Linked DNA regions of Mus musculus: regions 2 and 3 are each linked to region 1. The links are chromatin contacts, called in public HiChIP or PLAC-seq and promoter capture Hi-C maps. All regions are on one chromosome and are shown on one strand. The core of a region is the stretch at or near the end of the contact, and the rest is flanking DNA. Distances in the headings are between cores, read along the strand shown.

Region 1 (4,854 bases), core at 1,543-4,042:
GTGTACATATGCAATATTAATAAATAGAGTTAGTACTTTTTCTTGTTTCCTGTCACTATTGTGTAATCAGCCTTACCACAATCCGACCACCTTACCTTTCTCTCTCTTTCTTTCTTTCTTTCTTTCTTTCTTTCTTTCTTTCTTTCTTTCTTTCTTTCTCTCTCTCTCTCTCTCTCTCTCTCTCTTTCTTTCTTTCTTTCTTTCTTTCTTTTTTTTCAAGACAGGGTTTCTCTGTGTAGCCCTGGCTGTCCTGGAACTCACTCTGTAGACCAGGCTGGCCTTGAACTCAGAAATCTACCCGCCTCTGCCTCTCAAGTGCTGGGATTAAAGGTGTGCGCCACCACTGCCCGGCCCTGCCTCAGAAACTTACTCACAGTCAACCCCCTGCCTCACACACTCACTCAGCGTCATCATGCTGCCTCACACAGTCACTTAGCGTCATCCCCCTGCCTTACACATTCATTCGTGGTCATCCCCCTGCCTCTGAAACTCAATCACAGTCATTCCCCTGCCTCAGAAACTCCCTCACAGTCATCCCCCTGCCTCAGAAACTTTTTTTTTTTTTTTTTGGTTTTTTAAGACAGGGTTTCTCTGTGTAGCCCTGGCTGTCCTGGAACTCACTCTGTAGACCAGGCTGGCCTTGAACTCAGAAATCTACCCGCCTCTGCCTCCCAAGTGCTGGGATTAAAGGTGTGCGCCACCACTGCCCGGCCACCTTAGCTTTCTTGCGTGATAGATTATGCCCTCTTATTTCATGGGCCAAAAATAAAATGGAAAAAAAATTTCTCTTAAATTGCTCCTGGTGATTCATGCCTTTAATCTCACAAGTCAGGAGGGAGAGCTCAAGGCTAGCCTGGGCTACATAACAAGACCCTGACTTAAAAACAAAACACAGTAGTTACAAAGCACTGGCTGCTCTTCTAAAGGAATTGTGTTCGATTCTTTGACCCCATAGGTGACTCACAACCATCAATAACTCTAGTCTTGGGACCCAAGACCTTCTTCTGGCTTCCTAGGGCACCGGTTATTAAGATTATACACAGACATATATGTAGACAAAGCACCCATACAAATCAATCAATCAGTCAATCAATCAATCCTCCAAAAATAAACCCCACCTTTACAGTAAAAGTGCACACTGAGGACCTCTGTCTTCTGGGCAGCTCGTGGCGGCTGCCATCTTGAAATCAGAAAGCAGTAGTTAGCAGCATGAACCCTCACATCCTGTGCCCGTTAGCATTTCCCCATGGACACAATGGCGGGCACCCAGGCTTATGCAGCACCTCCTATCTCTGAGGGTATAAATGTAGTTAACAATGCTGGAGGCATGGGAGAGACTCATTGTTGGTATAGCTACCCTTAAGTGGTCTATGCTTGAATGACCCCCAATTAAAACACTTATTTGGCCTGATGTTGTTATATCTGGGTAAATAAAAATGAATTTCCTGGGGAAAACCATTCAATAAAAATTGAAAGCCGGGTGTGGTGGCACACGCCTTTAATCCCAGCACTCGGGAGGCAGAGGCAGGTGGATTTCTAAGTTCGAGGGCAGCCTGGTCTACAAAGTGAGTTCCAGATCAACCAGGGCTATACAGTGAAACCCTGTCTCGAAAAAAAAAAATGACAATATTACTGATTTGGATATCAGTGAAAGCAAACGAGCAATATCTGGAGTAGGCCGAGGGTAGAGTGGTGGTAACCATGGGGCCTCCCACACAGCTTCATTCCCTTGCGCCAAGCCCCAGACAGCAAGGAGTATCATGGTTAACATCCTCTGATTCCACTAGCAGAATAATTAGAAGCCCTCAGATTAGTCGCCTGCTTCTGATGGAGACTGGCATTTTGCACAATATTTAGATACATGCTCCCAACCAACTTTGGGGTTAATCATATAGACATGTCTTACTCTGTAATCCAGGCTAGCCTCAAACTCACAATCCTGCCACAGCCTCCCAAGTGCTGGCTTTACCGGGGTACACCACCATGCCCAGCTGACAAACTTTTTCAGCTTTGCAGTTTGAATTCACATATTATAAAATCAAACAGTGAGGGGCTAAAAAGATGACTCCTGGTTAGGACCACTGGCTGCTCTTCCAGAGGACACTGGTTCAATCCCCAGCACCCAGAAGGCAGTTTAGTTCACAGTTGTTTGTAACTCCAGATACAATGGATCCGACATCTTCACTGAGATATGCATGCAGGCAAAACACCAATGCATATAATAGAAATAATTGGAAAAATATTAAAAAGTGAATGTAACAGTCACATAAGTGGAAGGTTTTTTTTTTTTTTCCTATTGCTCTAAGTACCAAGAAGATCTCAAGGTTTCAGTAACTATTTCATTTGATCTTGATTTAACCTAGTGGAAAATGGTAGAGATTAATTTCTTCTTTGTATATATGGCAAAGAGAAATGCATTTGCTTCCAGAAAATGTAGGTCTTAAAGGAGTTATTAGAAAAGCAAGGTTTAGGACTAGCCTCACACTGCAGCCCAGACTGGCTTCGAAGTTACCGCAATCCTCCTGCCCCAGCCTTGAGCTAGCCACTTCATATTGCAAACTTCAGACCTTTCTGAGGCTTTCCGTACTGCGGAGTTTATAATGCACCGCGACGAGACCTTGGGAAGCTGTCTTGTGACTGCAGAGGGTGGGAGAATAGGAATAAAAGCAGAAATGCGGCCGAAGTGGTGTACACGTCAGCTCAGGTTGCCTGTCTAGCACAGGCCTAGCGGAGAACCGAGGCCAGGCCCGAGGCCCCGCCCCGGGGCGTGTCTCCCCAAGGTCCCGCCCCCAGACGCCCGCAGCGGCCGCGGAGACACCGGAAGGAGCGGCGGCTGCCGAGGGAAGCGTCGGGCAGCGGTCGGGTTCTGCGGGCCGCGCTGCGGAACCGTTTTGCGGCCCTGCGGATCCGAGCGCTCAGGCTCCGAGGAGGAGTGCGCTGGGCGGCGGGCTGAGGTGAGCGCGGCGGACGGGCGGGCGGGCGTGCGGCGGCGGCGGGCCGGAGGGAGGGCGGGCGCGGCCGGGCTGAGGCTCGCCCCGGCGCGCGGCCCGGGCGGCTCGGTGGTCAGGGATCCGGGTCGGGGGGCGCGACCTGTGCGCGCCGCCCCGTTATTCATTGCTACGAACGGGAAAACCGAGGTGTCACCGTCCCAGTGGCGTGTCTTCGGCCGACGCAGCGTTTGGGTCGAGTCCAGTCGTAGCGTCTGTCGGTCGCAGCTTTTGTTCGGGTCACATTTCCACGGTGTGAGTGCTTTCCCAAGCGCTCAAGCATTTTTCAAATACAAAATGCTCCTCGTCGGAAAATTCGTCATGTTGACCTGTTAGGCAATGTGATTGATTTGATTGCCTTAGGGGCTTTGCACACAACTGAAGATTAGGGTTTACATTCTGTCGGAATCAGTATTAGGCCTGCGAAATGGAGCCAGGGGCTGACATCCTGGCTGGAGCAGAGTCTAACTAAACTGAAGACGCGTTTTACCAAAGGTCTCGAGACTTAGTGCTTAATGTAGAATTCTAGAATGTTCTCTCTCTCTCTCTCTCTCTTTTTTCTTCTTTAAATTTTTTCGAGACAGTCCAATGTCTGGCCTCCCAAGTCCTGATCCTCCTGCCTCCATCTCCCAAGTTGCTGGGATTCCAAATGTATTGCCACCATGTCATGCCAGATATTTTTTTGTTTGATCTGACAATTTTTTTCTTTACGAAAAACCTGTTACCAAAGATAATGAGAGTCAGGGTAGACTGCTCAAGCCTAGAGATGCCTTTGGCAGAAGATAACATTTGGAAGGTGGAGGAAGGTAGAGAAGGACTTCCAGGCTAGCCTAGGCTACAGGAGCCCCCATTTCAAAGCAAGCAAGCAAGCAAGCAAGCAAACCAAAGAGGCAGGGGAGGGGAGGGAGAGGGAGAGAATGAGACCATTTCTCCGAGTGTCTTCTGTGGTTGAGGGTGCAGTTGTATCTTATGGAAAGGTCAGAGCAAATCCGATGATTGCAGCAGGCTATTTGATCTTATGAATGCTGGCAGTGAGTTTGTACTGTTAATATAAGTATGGAAGAATGAAAATTTTATAACTTGTTTCAGTAACTTATACTATGCCGATAGTTTTGTTATTTCATTTACTTTGGCAAGATGAGAAAAACTACACAAATATACATGGGGGCTATATTTATGATTGCATGCTATTTTTTTTTTTTTTTTTTGGTTTTTCGAGACAGGGTTTCTCTGTGTAGCCCTGGCTGTCCTGGCACTCACTTTGTAGACCAGGCTGGCCTTGAACCCAGAAATCCGCCTGCCTCTGCCTCCCGAGTGCTGGGATTAAAGGCGTGTGCCACCACGCCCGGCTTGCATGCTATTTTTTGATCTGCATTGCCAGTTTTCAGTTACTTTCCTTTTTAGTTCATGTAGTATATGAATAAGCAAATCTCTCCACATAGTTGCAGCAAGTAGGTGATTTGCTGTTTTCAGGATCCTTTCACTTACAAAATCTTACTTGATTCTGTTCCTGTCCTCTGACGAATGCCAAATAGCCTTTTCCCAAGTCAGAGTTTCAAGCTTGTGTAAGGATCAGCCTTTCCTTCTGAAACAATATTGCCAAACCAGCCTGTACTAGAAATTAGAATTCAGGTGGATTAAGGCTGAGCCAGGTCGTGGTGATATGCACCCCTTTAATCCTAGCACTTGGGAGGCAGAGGCGGTCTTAACCTCTGTACATTCCAGGCCAGCCTGGTCTACAGCGAGAGTTGACAGCCATGGCTACACACACAAACCCTGTCTCAATCAGTCAATCAAGCAACCAAGTGGAATAAAGATTATAAAATTATGAGAGACTTAAATGCAGCGTTTTAAAAGCTTGAGTTTT
Region 2 (4,854 bases), core at 763-3,262, 220 kb before region 1:
AACAGCTTTAAGTTTAGAATGACTGTGGGGATTGGATGGTTTTTTTTTTGCTTATAAAAGTAGATGGGAGAGATGGCTCAGGGGATAACAGCACTTCTATTTAAGTATGAAGAGCTTAGTTCAAATCCCCAGCACCTACATAAGGAAGCCAAGCATGGCTACACAGGGTTGGGGGACAGAGACAGGCAGAGGACAGGAGCTCCATGACGAGCGAGCCTAGCTGAAACTGTGAGCTTTGGGTTCAGTGAGAGACCCTGGGCTAAGAAACAAGGCAGAGTGTATAAGAGATACTCACTGTCCTCCTCTGGTCTCCATAAGTAAACCACACTCATATGAACGTTCCCCTCACACATGTATTACACACAGAGAGAGACAGAGACAGAGACAGAGACAGAGACAGAGACAGAGACAGAGACAGAGACAGAGAGATCCCTTACAAAAGTGAATGGTTGCTGCCATCATGATATATTGCTAGGACCTGAGGTGAGGCAGCAGCAGTTTTTAACAAGCGTCTGTTCTCACCCGCTCTGCTGTCCCTGTGTCCTGTAAGTTCCTCTGTTGCTAAAATTACTCCTTGCAGAAAAGCTACACCCTTGCAGTGACTGCACAGGCTGAAGGGTCCTTGTCTGAAATCTTGGGGTCAGAAGTGTTTCAGCTATCAGGTTTTCAGATCTGGGGCCAGCTACATGTGTATGATAGGGTATCCTGGGACACTCAAACTTTATTGGCATTTCATATACCTCTAACTCACAACCTGAAGGCCACCATGAACATTATTTTTGATGCACCTGTGTTCTTACTGTGGCCCAACCCATTGGGACAGGTATGGGATTTTCCATTCCTAGTCAGGCCTGGTGCTCAAGAACTGGCAGTTAGGAAACATTTCTGATTTTAGATTTTGAGATAAGGGACGCTTAACCTGTGATAACAGCTAACTATTATTGAAGATTTGATGTATTAAGGACTACCGTACCACTTTTCCAGTGTAGTCTTCACAACAGACTAATGTGGTCAAGTCTAATCGGCATCTTTACTTTTGGTGTAGGGAAGCCAAGGCACAGAAAGGTTAAGAAATTCACTCACTCGTTCTCACACACTCAGCACCTGGCAGAGTGACAGACCTAAGTATTCATCTCATCTCCTGTCAGTTATTTCATATTTGTCCAGGGTAGTTTATAGAGTCCAGAGAACACAACAAACAAGCCAAAGTATTTGTAGTTGAATTTTTTACACTAAATGTAGCATGAATAGTCGACATCATCTTCTGAAGATCTGTGTAGCGTCTCTGTAATACGAGCACTTAGAAAGCAGAAGCCAGGGAATTGGCTCTGCAAAACTGGGGCCAGCCTGGTCTACGTAGTGAGCAGCAGGCCAGCCAGGGCTACATAGTGAGACCCTAAGAAGGGAGAAGAGGAAGGGAATGCAGGGGTTGTTTTTTTTTTTTTTTTAATGTTTGAAGTTTAGGAAGTTGTGTGATGGAAGGAGCATTTTTCTCCTCAGGTTTTCAGGGCAGCGTTTGGAAAGCTGAGTGAGCTAATGCAGGGCTGCTGCGTCATCTCCCGCTGTGTCACTCCAACAGTGTGTAACCACACTGTTCCACATACTTAACATCCCATTCTGATGGGTACATGTCGCAGAAAGGAAGCCTCTAAAAGCAGACCTGCTACAAAGCCTAAATACCCCCCAAAATCTAACCCCCAGATGTCTTAAGAGGAAACCATTTCCTCCCAACTCCCCTTCTGACTTGGAAAACACAGATCTCCTTCTGGGAGCCTCCGATCTCAAAGGGTAATAGTCACATATCTCCAGGATAAGACTCATTTAAGCAAAACACAAAGACCCTTAGCCCCAGTAGTTATGCCCACTACAGTTCAAAGGTCTCCTGGGAAAAGAAACTGGTCAGACTGGTCTGGTTTCAAGAGTCATTTCAACAGGGTTTCAACAGGGTTACACAGCTGAGGACAGTCTGGGTTTTCAGTGAGCAGGGGTTGAGCTCATTGTGAAAGCTATGTCCCTTTACACTGGCACAAGGAGAAAGGAAATGAGCCAGGCCCTAAAAAATATCTTTGGAGACGTTGCAGCCAGCACGTGATAAGGGCTGGCAGGCTGCCATGACAAGGGCATAGAAGACTCCAGCTCAGGAAAGAAAAGCGGATCAGATAGCAACTAACCAGGGGAAATCACGTCAGGTATGGGGAAGGCGTCACCTCACCCTTCCAACAGAAAGAAGTCCTCCTCCGAGCAGCTTTCAGTACTATGGTTTTGCTGTGACTCTCCGTGAGAAACGGATACACGCTAATGTATAATATGCACTATTAATACACACAAACAAACATACATAACTGAAACAGACCCGTGTTTGTAACAAATAAAGTTTTCCCTGGGGCTGGGAATGGAGCTGTTAGTAGAGTGCTATGGAGCACACATGAGACTCTGGTTCGAATCCCTAGCACTGCAGAAACAGCATATTAGTACACAGTTGTGACTCTAGCTCTTGGGAGGTAGAGGCAGAAGGCTCAGAAGGTTCAAGATCATTCTGGTGGTTTGGGTGGGAACGGCCCCCAGAGGTTCATAGATGTGACTGCTTAGTCATCAGCTCATAGATTTGAATGCTTAGTCATCAGGGAGTGGTAGCGGGAGTCATTAGGAGTGCCCAGTCAGGGTGGGTGTGGCATTGTTGGAGGAAGTGTGTCTCTAGGAGGTTGGGCTTTGAGATTTCAAGAGCCCAAGCTAAACACAGTGCCACTCTCGTCCTGTTGCTCTGGATCCAGACAGAGAACTCTCAGCTCCTCCTGGCACCATGTCAGCTTGCACACTGCCATGCTTCCCACCAATGGACTAAACTCTGAACCAATAAATCAGCCCCAATTAAATGCTTCCCTTTATAAGGGTTGCCATGGTCATGGTGATTCTGCACACAATGGAAACCCTAAGATAGAGTGTGTTTTCAGCCCTGCTCTGAGTAGGTGGCTGGTCCTACTAGTGACGGGACTGCTGACCAGCACAGAAGATTCCCAAGGATATGTTTTATAGTGGCCTTTACTCCTCCCTGAGCTCCAAAGCCCAGGGGATCTGCTCTTAGGAAGAGTGGCCTACAGTCACCTACAGCCTCCCTTTGGCCGTCCTCACTATGCTAGCTCCTTTTCCTTCTGCTGCGTGGATGCTGGCATTTCCCATGAAGCTCCGTTTACTGTCCTCTGTCTTCACGCTGAATGAGTAGATTTTTTTCCCCAGAGTATTAGAGTCCAGTCATTCATAAAACCCTTCTTCTAGGCTTCAGTCCTCAATGCCCACAGCCTTGCACAACTGGACTGTCTTTATAGATTTCAAACACATGAGATCCCAAAATATACTTCTTATCTCTCTTCCCTGTCTCCTTTCTAAATCTTCCCCATCTCACCTCATCTCAAAGAATCCCTCAACCAACCCATAAATCTATTGATTATTTGCAAGTCTTATTCCTTTATCTCTGCAGTCAACAGAGTTTACAATCCAACCTTCATGACATTTAGGAATATGCAATAAATATTCGACAGTCAACTCTCTAAATAAAAGTTCTGTCTTGGGCTGGGGAGGTAGCTTGATTGTAGGGTGTTTAGTATGTCCTGGGATTGTCCCCAAAACCATGTCTTGTGGCATTTGCCTACTTAAAGGTATAAATAACCCACTCTTATGATTTATAAGCAGTCAAGTCTGTCCCATGGCAGGAATGGTATCTATAAATGGTTCTTCCATAGCGTTAGCTGTTCCTCCAAGCCATTTCTCGTCTCCACACCTGTGGGACCAGCCTTAGTTCAGGATTCTGTCTTCTCCACAGCTAATGCAATATGATCTCTCTGATTTCCTGACTTCAACATCAAATCCTATATGTTCATTGATACAGTCTCAGTTATCATTCTGAAATCCAGGGCCCACCATGCTACGGCCTCTTATACACCATCCTGGGTTCTCCATGGACCACTCCCTGTCTTCAGAGATCAGGGTTTTGATAATGTGGACTTTCCTGACACTTGGTTTTCATTTCTGACACACTGGTGTGTGCAGCACTCTCAAATACACAATGGCCCATACTGAGCCCATTCTGCTCCTGTTCCCTGGGTCAACTTTCTCCAGGAAGTGTACAGAGCAAGCACCTGGCCACCTCTCAGGTGTAGCTCAAAACCCTTCTTTCAGGATTTTTCCTGGGCTGGAGATATAACCAAAAGGAGGAACATTTGCCAATATGTGCAAGGTCCCAGACTCAATCCCCAACACCTCCATCCCTCCCTCCCAGAGCCTTCCCTCAACACCTTATTCCTGCTTTTACACTCTAGTGTATTTAGCACCTCAACACCAACTGTTCACTTGATTTATTTTCATGTTCTTCTCATCTCACTAGATAGGAGCGTGTACATGTGGATCTTAGCATATGCCAAGCATACAGTCCAGAGATAGTATACAGTGAGCTATCAATAAGTGGCCAATATCATTACCTAGCACTCTAAAACCAGCACACACCAATGGCTCAGAAGGGACCTGTTGAAAGAAATGTACCAATATGTTCTTGACATCTACCAAGAGCAGATAAAAGCTAGAATATTAGTATATTCTAGACAGAGAATTCAAGAATTCATATATGGTCCAAGATCAGGCAATGGAATGTTTTTTTCCTTCATCCTTATGGTGGTTTCAATAAGAATGGCCCCTATAGATTCATATGTTTGAATGTTAAGGCAGTGGCTCTACTTGAGAAGGATTGGGTGGTGTGGCCTTGTTGGAGGAAATGTGTCACTGGAGGTGGGTTTGGAGGTGAGCCCAGGCCAGGACAGGTGTTTTTGTTGCCTGCAGATCCAGATGTAGAACTCTTAGTGCTGA
Region 3 (4,854 bases), core at 1,613-4,112, 180 kb before region 1:
AGAGAATGTCTGTACTCCAGCCAGAGGGATTAAAGGTGTGTGCTAAGGCTGAGCCACCCCACAACTAGAAATAGGTGTTTTGTTTTGTTTTTTTTTTCAGTAAATAACACAATCTTGGGGGTCAAAGTGTGAACAAATATCCTGTGACAAAGTATGATTTCGAATATGAAGCTCAAAGCCCTAGTTCCCTCTTTGTGAAGCAAGAGCACAATAATACTTCTTAGGGACTAAGTAGATTGGATGAAGTCATGTATCTTTAGCTCAGGGTCGTGTATTCATGATAAGGAAAGGGGCTCCTGGAAAGTTCTCTAAGTCTGGAGTCCCTGGTTACAGGAGAGAGTTTAAAGCTCACCGGTGTTACACTAACACTCTCACTAGCTTGGAAACCAGAGGACTCAAGCACAAATAGCAGCCTCGCTTCTTTCCTCCCAAGCTGACCTTGGTCAACGCCCAACCTCTTGTACGTCAGCCATTTGTTTAACTGGCCTGTATCAACGGTATTAATTACAGTTTTTAGAGCACCAGTGTAACCTGTTAGGTTTACATGCAGACCCCTCCCATCTGAAGGACCGCCTAGCTGATAGATATCCTTATCTCCACCCGGGTAGGTAGTTGATGCTAAAAAGAAGTCAACCTCGGCCAAGGCTACCCAGCTACTGAGAGTCAGTGGAGCCTGGATTCACAGTCGATCACACCTGGTTAAGCTGCCGTCTACCTCACCCGGGGGAGGTGAGAGGCAAGTGTTATTTGAAAGCACTTTTTCAGTTGAACATCCCTATACAAGCACTGTGTTATGGCAATCCTACGCTAAAATAAATAATTCACAACAAAAAGACTTTGTGATTTGCCCTTAGAGCCTGGGAACCCTGAAAGAACAAAGACTAGCATTTTAAAAACTCCTTTCTTGGGGCTGGAGAGATGGATCAAGGGTTAGGAGCACTGAATGGTCTTTCAGACAGCTCTGATTTGATTCCCAGCACCCAGGGCTGCTGACAGCCCTCTAACTCCAGTTCTAGAGAATCAGACTGGACAGACACATGCAAACAAAACACCCCCACACATAAAGCAATTTTCTTAAATCTCAAAAAAAAAAAATTAAAAAAAAAACCCTCTTTTCTTATTGAAACCTCGCCTTGACCTCAATTTCATTTAAACAGACCTAATAAACAACTAATTTAAAAATAAAAAAATAAGAAAACACCGGACATGTAACAGCAGAACAGATGTATGTAGGCCACGCTCTGACAAGAAGTTGCTCTCAGCCGGGAGTGGTGGCGCACGCCTTTAATCCCAGCACTTGGGAGGCAGAGGCAGGCGGATTTCTGAGTTCGAGGCCAGCCTGGTCTACAAAGTGAGTTCCAGGACAGCCAGGGCTACACAGAGAAACCCTGTCTCGAAAAACAAACAAAAGAAGTTGCTCTCTACAACTTCTGAAAGCCCACAGCAAAAGCCTGAGAGCCTAAAGAGACAGGGTGTGCGCATGCGCACACCCATATTTCGAGTTCCCCGGCAAGAGCACCTACACTCACACAAAAATGAACAAAATATTTCCATGTGTGTAGCTGCTAGTAGAAGCCAGCGGACAGTCCTGAGCATTGCTTCTTAGACTCTGTTCGCTTTTTTTTTTTTTTTTTCTTAAAAACAAGTTCTCTCACAATCCTGAAACATACCAAGTAGACTAGGCTGGTTCAAGCCCATCCCCTAGGCACTGGGGTTACCACTGTGCGTTTTTGTTTTGTTTTGTTTTGTTTTGTTTTGTTTTTGTTTTTGTTTTTTCTGATGAGTTCAGGAATTTGAGCTCGAGTCTTTTGCTGCAGCTCCGAAATATTTCACACCTGCATTTGCAGGTAGCTCTCTTGAGTAAGCACAAAAGGGCCCACAAAAACCCCCATAGACTAACGCATCCAAAATAGGACCTATGGCAACTCCGGCTTCAGGCATCAAATAATCAACCTACTTATGTTTCTTGGTCTCTTTTCAAAGATACCTTGGAAAAAATGAAGCTGAGCTCTTCCGTGAAAACTGTGTTTGCTAGTTGGAGAGTTTGCTATGATTTTCTGAGTTACTTCCTTTGGAATAACAGCCCATGTTTTACATTTCTTACATATTAACACCGAAACGGTTCGTTCTGGAGGCGTCCAGTGGAGAGCAAACGAAGCTTCACGTTGTACCCACCGAGAGGTCTTTCCTCCTCCCTGTGGTGTGTCCAGGGAGGCACTTTCCCCCTCCTATTTAACACCGGTTAGACTCCCAGTGCAGCTCTCTGACAGAAAGCCTAAGAGTAAAGTCCAAGTCCTGTGGAAGGCATTAATTTGTTCCAGCAGATCTGCGTCCGGGAAGGTGCTGGCGCACATCCTATCCTGCGAGACTAGACCTGAGCAAGTCTACAGCAGACTCCTTAACAAAAGAAAACTCAGTCGCCTTGACCCCAGTGACCCACAAGCCGGATCTGAGCGGATAGTTTCATCCGGTCCCAGGACTGGGCTTTCCACCACCAAGCTCTCTTCCCCTGAGGCGCTGGGGACCGACCCCACCCTGCTGGCTACCTGAAGCTCGGGAACTGCTGCGCAGCCAGCTTGGTTGGAGGACAGGCTGTGCCCCTGTGCTTACCTCGGATGGCGCGATCTCGAACACGCCGGCAATCTTGGCGTAGAGCTCGCTGATGCTGGAGAAGTCCTCCACTCGGCCCGTGGCGCTGCCGTGCGCCAGCTGTGCGTGGAACACCAGCTTGCGTGCCGGAGCTGGGGGTCCGGGGACACCCTGGCTGCCACTGGATCTCTCGCCCTCCACCAGCCTCGCGGCCTCCTTGGACTTGGCCGCCTTCTTCTTCCCGCGCAGTCCAAGCGGCATCTTGCAGGTCCCAGGGCGTGGACCACCTGCGCTGCGGCGCAAGCTCCCTGGCCTCGGACAGCGGACTTTGCGCTTGGGGGCCCGGCTCCGCGCAGGTGACAGCGGCTGCTGGGCCAATGGTAGCAGCGCTTCCGCCTAGCGGCGCGGGCTTCAGGTCCCCTCCCTGTGAAGGACAGGGCACCTGAGCCGGGCAGCTACCTACTCAGGCAGAAGGAAAGCTGTGCACGAGTCAACCCCCTTCTAGACTCAGACCTCCTCTCAGTGAAAAGGAATTGGTTTGTATGAAGGGCCGGGGATGCTATAACAAAGGGCCTTTGCTCGCGGACCGGCCTTACCTTGCCTTGCCTTTCAGAATCTGGGCGCTCAACTGGGCGTGGTGGTTCAATGATTTCAGCACTGTTAAGGCTGGGACAGGATAATTGCAATGGTTGGAGGCTAGCCTGGCCTACAGAGTGAGTCCGTCTCAAACACACACCCACGACCAAAGCCCCTCAAATTATAATATTTACAGGAAAACGAAAGGATGGAGAGAGGACATTATTATGTTAAATAGAGTAGGCCAGATTCAAAGAGAAAAATGTTGCCTGTTTTTCTTCTCCTGTGTAGAATCTACATGTGTCGGGGAACATGCAAACAGAAAAGGAACATGAGAGAGGCTTGGGGTTGTGGAATGCATCTGACAGGAAAGTAGGGAGGGGGAGGGGTTCCAGAGAGAGCGGGGGGGGGGGGGAGACATCGAAACAGACAATAACGACCTGTGCGCATGAAAACGCCATAAGCAAACTCATAACTTTGTGTGCTAATCTTAAAAAAAAAAAAAATGTAGTAGACAGAGCATTCGGCCACATTTGGGCAACCCCAGCCAGACTTGTGTAGCAGCCAGCCTTCCTCGCCATCTAAGCAAAGGAGGTCACACGAGTCAAGTCAAATACTCCAGCCATTCCCGCAGCCCCTCTCTCTAGCCTGTTCCTCTCGGAAGGCCTGCTTTCTCCCCTAGGTTTTCAACACTCCCAAGTCCATTGTTCCACATCCTAAGAGAAGCTCTCTCCTATTCTTCAGAGAGCTGAAGCCATTCACTGAGTTGTGCCTGCCCTCAACTCCCCATGCCTCATCAGTAATTCTATCCACCTCACTTCTCTAAGCGCTGAAGCAATCCTTCATCTGACCCCATCTGATTTCTCCACTCAAGGGGCTCTCTTTAAGAAAAAAAAAGGGGGGGGGGACATATGCAAACGCACGCACGTGTGTGTGTGTGTGTGTGTGTGTGTGTGTGTGCGCGCGCGCGCGCGCGCGCGCGGGTTCGTGCACACACTCTCGAGTGCTGCTGTGCTTGCCAGGGCATTTGGCCCAAGCGTTTCTGGGATTTCTCCGTTCTCACCTCCCTTCCCGTGCTGGGCGCGCTGTGATTGCAGACCTCTGTGCTACTGTAACAGGCTTTATAAGGGTCCGGGAAATCCTAGTTCAGGCCTTACGCTTGAGCAAGCAGTCTTTACCCATGGAGCCATCTCCCTAGCCCAAGGCTGTCTGCTTTAAGTTACCCATTGATTTCTTCCTCAGCCCCTGGGGCCACTGATGGGCACCGCAACTTTATTCCCAAGTCCCTCATCCTCGCTGTTTCCTCAGGCTGCTTCGTTTTCTACAAAGAAGCATTTGCTGTTAGCTTACACGTGAAGGGACACACACTGTGTACAGTCAGCCATTCGTCAATCTCCTAATGTAATTAACTCCTTCAATTTATCTGCCTGGAGCTTTAAGTGGTCTGGGCTGGTTTTTTCATTCTCTCTTAACTCTTGACACCATCCTACCTTCACTGCCATTGAGCCGCCACTTTTCAGGTGCTCCCTAGACTTGCTCAGCCCTCCTCCCCCATCCCTGTGTGCTCCTCCAAGTGACTGCACTAATCCTCCATTCCACAGATATTGTTAGCCAAACTACGTGATCGGCGTTCAATCCCATAGGAAGGAAATGGTATACGGATGCTCTCAGAGTCCACGCTGACCTCAT

The links. HiChIP or PLAC-seq counts read pairs in DNA pulled down with a chosen protein or histone mark. Capture Hi-C pulls out chosen DNA fragments and counts their contacts.
Region 2: an H3K4me3 HiChIP or PLAC-seq map of bone marrow-derived macrophages shows a contact between it and region 1, with 3 times the contacts expected there. The contact joins the enhancer-like site here to the promoter of Usp33 in region 1. A contact is called at or near these places in 4 of 484 Hi-C or Micro-C datasets (LSK cells, myeloid progenitors, palatal mesenchyme and 1 more), 4 of 115 datasets of contacts at active chromatin or transcription factors (bone marrow-derived macrophages, cardiomyocytes, embryonic stem cells and 1 more) and 3 of 9 other capture datasets (adipose tissue, liver and macrophages).
Region 3: a promoter capture Hi-C map of adipose tissue shows a contact between it and region 1. The contact joins the promoter of Gipc2 here to the promoter of Usp33 in region 1. A contact is called at or near these places in 1 of 484 Hi-C or Micro-C datasets (embryonic stem cells), 2 of 115 datasets of contacts at active chromatin or transcription factors (embryonic limb bud and pancreatic cancer cells) and 3 of 9 other capture datasets (adipose tissue, liver and pancreatic islet).

Annotation. Positions count from the first base shown.
Region 1 is chr3:152,343,686-152,348,539 of GRCm38.p6, forward strand. It overlaps Usp33 (ubiquitin specific peptidase 33), which reads left to right and starts at 2,793. Exons shown (of 24, transcript NM_133247.3): 1 at 2,793-2,954.
Region 2 is chr3:152,120,234-152,125,087 of GRCm38.p6, forward strand. The region is part of intron 3 of Gipc2 (GIPC PDZ domain containing family, member 2); the gene reads right to left. Among named protein-coding and RNA genes, the nearest start is that of Gm40179, 16 kb to the left of the region's middle. Within about 2 kb of position 2,013, at least 192 of the 459 cell types and tissues checked have an H3K27ac peak or open chromatin away from gene starts, as enhancers often do. A contact at or near this core is called in LSK cells, adipose tissue, bone marrow-derived macrophages and 5 more, where this site is marked.
Region 3 is chr3:152,163,038-152,167,891 of GRCm38.p6, forward strand. It overlaps Gipc2 (GIPC PDZ domain containing family, member 2), which reads right to left and starts at 2,863. Exons shown (of 6, transcript NM_016867.1): 1 at 2,611-2,863. The coding sequence starts at 2,850.